2 separate regions of the Sus scrofa genome follow, and region 1 is linked to region 2. A link is a contact called in public Hi-C data. All regions are on one chromosome and are shown on one strand. The core of a region is the stretch at or near the end of the contact, and the rest is flanking DNA. Distances in the headings are between cores, read along the strand shown.

Region 1 (3,609 bases), core at 334-2,833, 34 kb after region 2:
TATGTCTGTGAGATACTCCTATCTCGTTTTGCCGTATGAATTAAAAAGTTTTCTACACCATTAACAGCTCCTCTAATTAAAGTCAAACTTCCACTTGTTAAGGGCTCATAAGAACACACTTCTGAATACAAATCAAACTCAGAAAGGGCCCTCACATGTAAAAGTTTCCAAACCTCTAAGGTTACCCCACCGACCGAATACTATCCCCCACTAACGAATCCCTACAGCGTAGAACTAGATATAAATTCGTGAAGTCATATCCATTTTCTACACAAATAACCATATATTTAACTTTACAAAATCGAAGGCCAGAACGATGATGTAAAGGTTTTTTTACCCACACTAAAGACATAGTAAACTTCACATTTTACAGGTACAAGGTAGATTAACATTTTCAATACTCTTTACAATTCCGTTTTCAGATTTCTTTTGTAAATATACTCTACTGGGATTTAAAATACTCACAATTAAGATAAAGTTACGTCTAAGCATCAAGAATCCCGAGAGATACAACCAAAGGGATCACTATCAATCACTGTATCCTTTCTATACCCCTTCCGGGGCTGCAAGTCAATCAACCACATTAAAACAAGATACCTAGCTATCTCACATTCGTTGTGTCAAGTAATATTAGACTTCGAAATGCTCGAGAGGAAGGAGTATTTTTTAAAAGAAAATGAAACTCAAACACATAATACAGTTAAAACTGCGGTGGCCAGTGGTTAGGAAGGAGACTTCATCCAATATTTAGTCTGCTGACCAAGCTGGCTCACCGCGGAGAAGATAAGGAGCTAGTCAAGGCCTCTTTGCCTCTACTCGCTCGAGGACGTGGAGGTCACCGAGAGAGCAGTACTTATAGGCCCTCCCACGCCCTTGAGGGAGGGCCTAAGATCCGAAAACCGGCTTCGGGCAAAACAGGCTGACATCCTCGGAAAAGCAACTGGGCGCCGTCCTGCGGGCTGGGTGCGTCCTTCCCTGTCCTCCAGGCCAGGCAAGGGCACCAAGGCCGAGCGGCCCAAGAGATGACCCAAAGACCTTATCGGGGCAGGGTGTGACCTCACCTTCCACAGCGGCGGCCGCCAGGTTGCGGGTGCGGCGAGGTGGGCCCGGGGGCCCGTCGGGGCTGCTGCGGGGGCCGGCGAGACCATCCTGCACCAGCTGCAGGTGCGGTGCGTTGAAGGGGTTCGCCCGCGCCAGGTGCGCCACGGACGAGAACATCTTCCTGGGGGGAGAGGAAGCGGCGGTCAGAGGACAAGCAAAAGGGGCCGTTAGGCCGGTCAAAGTCACCTGCACGCTGGGGACCCTCCACCTGGGCCTTGCCTCTTCCCGCCTCCGCGCCCTTGAGGAGGTCATGGCTGCTTCCCCAAAAGAGGAGGCCGACCGGGCCTACAGCCAAAGCAGCGCCTCACAGGCGCTCCGCTCCCCGCACCCACTGCGAGGAAGGCCGAGCCACACTCACTCCCTAAGATGGCGAACACACAACCGCTCCCTGGGAAAGGCTGCGGCTCACAGAGACCGAACGTCCTCCCGGCCTTTAGTTCTGTGCCCTTCGCGCGGCGTCAGCGCAACGCACACAACGCGTCATTACAAGCAGGCGGCACCCATTGGCGGAGAAGAGCGCCGAGACGTGAACGTCATCAAGATCTCCTAGCAACCCTATCTCCGCCCCTTTCGCCCCAGCCCTTCCGGCCGACTTCTGCGCAGCAGGATTCTTTCTGCGCAGGCGCTCGTGCCTTGCCGGGTTTTGGGGTATTGTGGGCTTGTGTTCGTGACCTCCTCTTTTTGTCCTTTCACCTTCAAACGTCTTTCCCGTAGTGTGGGGCTTCAGTTATTTTAAAGAAGCTACTCTATAGTATTCACTTAAAAAAAAAAAAGAATCCGTGATAGTGTATTATTTCGGTGTTGAGGTTAGAATGTCCTTGCAGTACTTTGTATCATGGCTGATGCCATTACAGTACTTTTTTTTTTTTTAAGTTCCATACATTGCGTTACAGTAGAAATGTCTGCATTTTCCATCAGACTTTAGAAGAGTATTTTAAAAGGAAATGTTTAGCAGGAACTCTTAAGATAGCTTGCTGCTTCATCACAATAGTTTGTATAACATATTAAAGCATTCAATAAATTATTTTTAACCCCTGGGGGTAGAGGGATGAACTAGTGACTGGCAGCAGATTTCGTGTATTTAATACATTTAGAAAATCTTCATAAGATTGACTTAAACAATAAAAAGACTTTTTCACAATGACTGGCACAGACTATCAACTCACCAAAAGTAGCAGAATGACTGGGTGGTTGAATTCATCCTGATACTATTGTGTTTCAGTGTTAATTTTCAAATTTAGCTTGCAATTTGAATGAGACTAATTTAAAAATCAGATAATAAGAAAAAAAAAGATTCGCTTAAACAGAGAAAGGTCTTATTTAGTTGGGAGGAGTGTCGTAGGGGTCTAGCCTCTTGGAATTCTGGCTCTGACATTTTTCCAGCTATTGACAAAGTAAACTTGAAAACTTAACTTGATCTCTGTGCACCTGTTTCTTAAATGCTGGAAGCAAGGCATGGGCTTGCTACCTGTGCAATGATACTGGACTTGTGCTTGGTTTAATGTTTGGCTGTCACTGTTTTGAAATTCTTTTTTCCGTTGTACCTGCAGTATAAGGAAGTTCCTAGGCTAGGGGTCCAATTGGAGCTGCAGCTCCCAGCCACAGTCACAGCCACAGCAACTCAGGGTCCCAGCCACATCTGTGTCATTACCACAGAGCCATGACAGGAACTCCCTGGGACAGGGATTGAATTCGAGCTGCAGCTTTGGTGTAGGTGCAGCCCTGGGTCCTTTAACGTACTGTGTGGTGCTGGGATCAGAACTCCACTTCTGCAGTGACCAGAGCCACAGCAGTCAGACTCTTAACCCACAGCACCACAGCAAGAACTCCAATATTATAATTTTTTTTTTTTTTTTTTTTTTTTTTTTTTTTTTTTTTGCTTTTTAGTGCCGCACAGAATATGGAGGTTCCCAGGCTAGGGGTTCAATCGGAGCTAGGGCTGCCGGCCGATGGCACAGGCACAGCGACGCCAGACCTGAGCCCTTCATCTGCGCCACAGCTCATGGCAACGCTGGATCCTTAACCCACTGGGCAAAGCCAGGAATGGAACCCACAACTTCATGGGTCCTAGTTGGATTTGTTTCCTCTGAGCCATGACGGGAACTCCTAGAATTTTTTTAATGTTATCCTCTTAAGGAAAAAAACGGACATTTTCTTTAAAAAGAGGGCGCCATGGGCTTCATTTTTTTCAATTTCCCATTCTTGGAATAGAGTTCATTCGATGATAATTTTGGTGAGATCAGTATTTAGTGTTTACATTATTATGACTATTATATGTAGTAAACTATGGTGAATGTTATAATTATATATCCAACTTTGAAAATCTGTTCTCCTCTAGGGATAATAATTGTCGCTTTTGGCATCTGTTTAGTTTTCTAATCACTCAGTACTAATTCAAAATCTGCTGTATCAGTTTGCTAGGGGCTGTGGTAATAAAGCACCTCAGACCAAGATGCTTAAAGCAACAGAAATTTGATTCTCCTAGTTCTCAGTGGGATAATAGAAAAT
Region 2 (3,747 bases), core at 765-3,264:
GTTAGGAAGACACGAACAATATTCTTCACAGTATAAGTTCCTACCAACTTTATTTCAGATATGATGCAGGTGGAGTTCCCGGCATGGCGCAGCGGAAACGAATCCCAACAAGAACCATGAGGTTGCGGGTTTGATCCCTGGCCTTGCTCAGTGGGTTAAGGATCCGGCATTGCCGTGAGCTGTGGTGTAGGTCACAGACGCAGCTCAGACCCCAAGTTGCTGTGGCTACGGCATAGGCCGATGGCAACAGCTCTGATTAGACTCCTAGTTTGCAAACCTCCATATGCCACGGGTGTAGCCCTAGAAAAGACAAAAAAAAAAAAAAAAAGATGCAAATTTTTTGATGGGTATAAAACCCATCAGAATATTTACAAGTTTTTAAAACCTTAGCAGAATCTATCCATTGTATTACAGCGAGCATCTAAATGTGCTTATTAATGTATTCACTCAATAAACATTTGAACCCCTCTTATGTGTCAGGCCCTGAGGCTACAGAGAAGATTAAATCACACTCCTGAAGGAATTCACAGTCTGGTAGGAGAGAAAAAGAGATAACTACAATGTGCAAAGAGATAATGCACAATGAGATATGCACAAGTAATTTTGAGCACACAGAAGAGCAGCAATTATGATTAAGCTGCAATAATGACTACAAAAAGTGGCATCAAATGTGTCACTTGCAAACATAGGGTAGTAAAGCATTTGCCCATGCTTGTCAAGTTTCACAAAACGCTCAGTACTGGCATGAAACTGATAAAAGAAAAAGTTACAGTTAGAATCCAGGCTGGGTAACTTTCAAATGTTAATGTTTTTATGATCTCAAACATAAAACGTCCCTTAATTTTTCAGTAATAAAACGCGTTACAAAGCAAAAACGAACGTTTTAGCTTAGGTCCAATAGCTAACCCAACAGCACTCTCTGACCATCTGTAACTAATTTCCATCTTCACCTCGCCCTATTAAAACTAAAGACGTTAAGTTGTGTACTTTTTTTTCAACTCTGCACACACTGAAGTATTCTGAACAAATTCTCAGTGTCCCATCTTTTGCAACCATATCAACATGTAAAGTTAGGATTCTATAGTTGGTAAATATAAAGGACAGCATCATCCAGGAAAACCGTAAACGCTCACCACTTCCTCTTTAGATAATTTCTCTTCCTGGTACAATATCAGAACGATTAATAATTATTCCTTGACCCAGAATTCTGAGTCCCTAAAATTAACTTCGAACCTCCAACGAACCAGGGCTGGGGAGAAAAGCGAGGCGCAAACTTACCCAAACCTTCGTAACAGGGTCTTCACCGGGCAAAGCAGCCCTGCAGGGATAGGCTGGGAAATCAAGCTGGGGGTGAGGGGAGGCAACTGCGCTTCCGAAAGCAATTAGGGCTCGGGGCACAGCCCTGGGGCAGGTCTGGCCTCACGGGGGCCTCACCTGGGCCTCCGCAGCTGGGGGCACCTGAAGACCCCCGGGACCGCCGACTGGCGGAGCCCGAGGCGTCACCCCAGCAAACAGCCCACGCAGTCCCGGGGCGCCGAGGGGAGGGTTTCAACCCAGACACAAAGGAAGGAGGGCCACGCAGGCTGCCGCTCCTTTCCTCCCGCGGCAGGGGCTCGCCGGGCGGGAGCGGGTGCCGCTCCGGACGCCGCCGCGGCTACTTCAAGTCCTCGCGGGTCGCGGACGGCCCAGAATCCTCACCTCCGGCGCCCTCACCCCTTCTGCCCAGAAATAAAGAAACCTCGTCCATTAGACACTTCCTCCCCTCCGCGTCCGGACCGCTGAGCAGCCGCAACCCGCCGGCCAGCCCAGCTGGGACAGGACCGCCCGCGAATGCAAATAGACACGCCCAGAACCTCTCCGGGCAGCAGCCGCCGCCGCCGCCGCCGCCGGCCGGCCGGCCGCCGGCCGGCGGCGCTCCCGGCTCCGCCTAGAGCCCGCGCGCGCACAAGAAAGCGCCTCCGCCCCACCCCACAGCGGGGGCGGGCTCCGCCACAGGGGCGCGCCGCGCTCCAAAGAAGGGAGGCCCGAGGCGGCGCGCTCGACGTGGCGCGCGCTGCCCACCACCCCACCTCGCGTCCCGGAGGCCCGCACGCACCCAGGAGCTAAGGTGTCCGCCGGGGTTGCAGCCCTAAGGCAGAAGAACTGGGGGAGTAGGGTCGCCGCCTGCCTCACCTGGAGGAACTAGAAAGGCAGGTGGATAGGAGTCGCAGTGGAACCGCGGGGATGACCGGGCGAGGGAGGGGGCTGGCTTCTGGGCGGTGCCAAGTCTGAAAGGGGGCGCGGTCACTGCAGAGCCTTCCAACCGAGGCTGAGGCCGCCACGTCCCGCTACCCCAGGCGTAAGAGGCAGCCCCCGGTCTGCTGTCCTCAAGACCTCCAGACATGTCCGAGGTGAAGAGCCGGAAGAAGTCGGGGCCCAGGGGAGCCTCCGCGGAGCCTGGGAAGAGGAGCGAGGCCGGGAAGAGCCCCGATGCTCGGGGCAGTGGAGGCGGGGGCTGGGCGGACCCCCGGACCGGCGTTAGCCTGCTGTCGCTGGGGACGTGCCTGGGCCTGGCCTGGTAAGTGGGCTGAGGCCGCCCAGCCGTGTCCGGCCTCCCTTCGTCGCCCTGTCTTCTCCGGGTCTCGCCTCTGCCTCGGTCCCACCCGGCTGCATCCCGCTAAGCTCTAACCCCCTGATTTTCCGCTTCTATTTCTCATCCCAGGAAAGGGTGGCTCAAATTTATTCTCCCTTTCGCTTGTTTCTTGTAACTCGTTTTTCCTTTTTATCACTTGCGTGTCCCGATTGCCCAACTGGAGGCTAAGATTTGGGAACGAGTCAACCATTAAGAAAGGAAGATTCTGCCAAACTTTAAGCGTCTGCTATTGGACGGAAGCTTCTTTGGGGCAAATTTGCCCCATTCCATAAATCCCTAACGGCAACTTTTGCAACCTTAAAAAACTTCATTATGATCTTAAAGTAACAAATGTTCATGATAATATCAAAATTTGGAGAATTGCTCATATTTGATCAATGTGCATGCATTCAAAGTCTATTCCTAAATTACAGATTGAATTTTAAGTATTGGAAAGCTACAAAAAGTATATCGCTTGTGTTTACCTAAAACTAAATATTTATAGTTTTTAAAACAAGCAAATAGCGATATATTGATGTCATAGGAAAAATGACTATTAAGAAATAACCCTAGGAGTTCCCCTCGTGCCACAGCGGGTTAAGGATCCAGCATTCTCACTGCTGTGGTGTGTTCCATCCCTGGCCTGGGAACTTCTGCATGCCCACCGGCTCTGCCAAAAAAAAAAAAAAAAAGAAGAAGAAAAAGAAAAAAAAATAACCTTAAGGCTAACTTATTAATTTTATTTTCCTTAATGGCATTCATTGACTAAACTATTTTTTTGTTTTGTTTTTTGCCATTTCTTGGGCCGCTCCCGCGGCATATGGAGGTTCCCAGGCTAGGGGTCTAATCGGAGCTGTAGCCGCCGGCCTACACCAGAACCACAGCAACGCAGGATCCAAGCCGAGTCTGTAACCTACACCACAGCTCACGGCAATGCCGGATCCTTAACCCACTGAGCAAGGCCAGGGATGAACCCGCAACTTCATGGTTCGTAGTCGGATTCGTTAACCACTGAGCCATGACAGGAACTCCAACCTATTTCATTTTAATAACAAGAAAAGGGTTTCCCTCCATTTTTCACCAATTTTTGAAGTATTTAGAAGATATTCATCTTCAAGAGTAATTGGATTCTAGAA

What was found. Hi-C and Micro-C count contacts between places; a contact is called where the count stands out from the background.
Region 1: a Hi-C map of embryonic fibroblasts shows a contact between it and region 2, with 1.6 times the contacts expected there. The contact joins the promoter of SLC25A3 here to the promoter of IKBIP in region 2. A contact is called at or near these places in 5 of 47 Hi-C or Micro-C datasets (alveolar macrophages, brain, embryonic fibroblasts and 2 more) and 2 of 2 datasets of contacts at active chromatin or transcription factors (alveolar macrophages and skeletal muscle).

What each region holds. Positions count from the first base shown.
Region 1 is chr5:85,290,753-85,294,361 of Sscrofa11.1, forward strand. It overlaps SLC25A3 (solute carrier family 25 member 3), which reads right to left and starts at 1,584. Exons shown (of 9, transcript NM_001164512.2): 1 at 1,460-1,584; 2 at 1,062-1,222. The coding sequence starts at 1,218.
Region 2 is chr5:85,256,478-85,260,224 of Sscrofa11.1, forward strand. It overlaps IKBIP (IKBKB interacting protein), which reads left to right and starts at 2,015. Exons shown (of 3, transcript NM_001244129.1): 1 at 2,015-2,557. The coding sequence starts at 2,382. APAF1 (apoptotic protease-activating factor 1) reads right to left here and starts at 2,274. Exons shown (of 27, transcript XM_021093024.1): 1 at 2,173-2,274.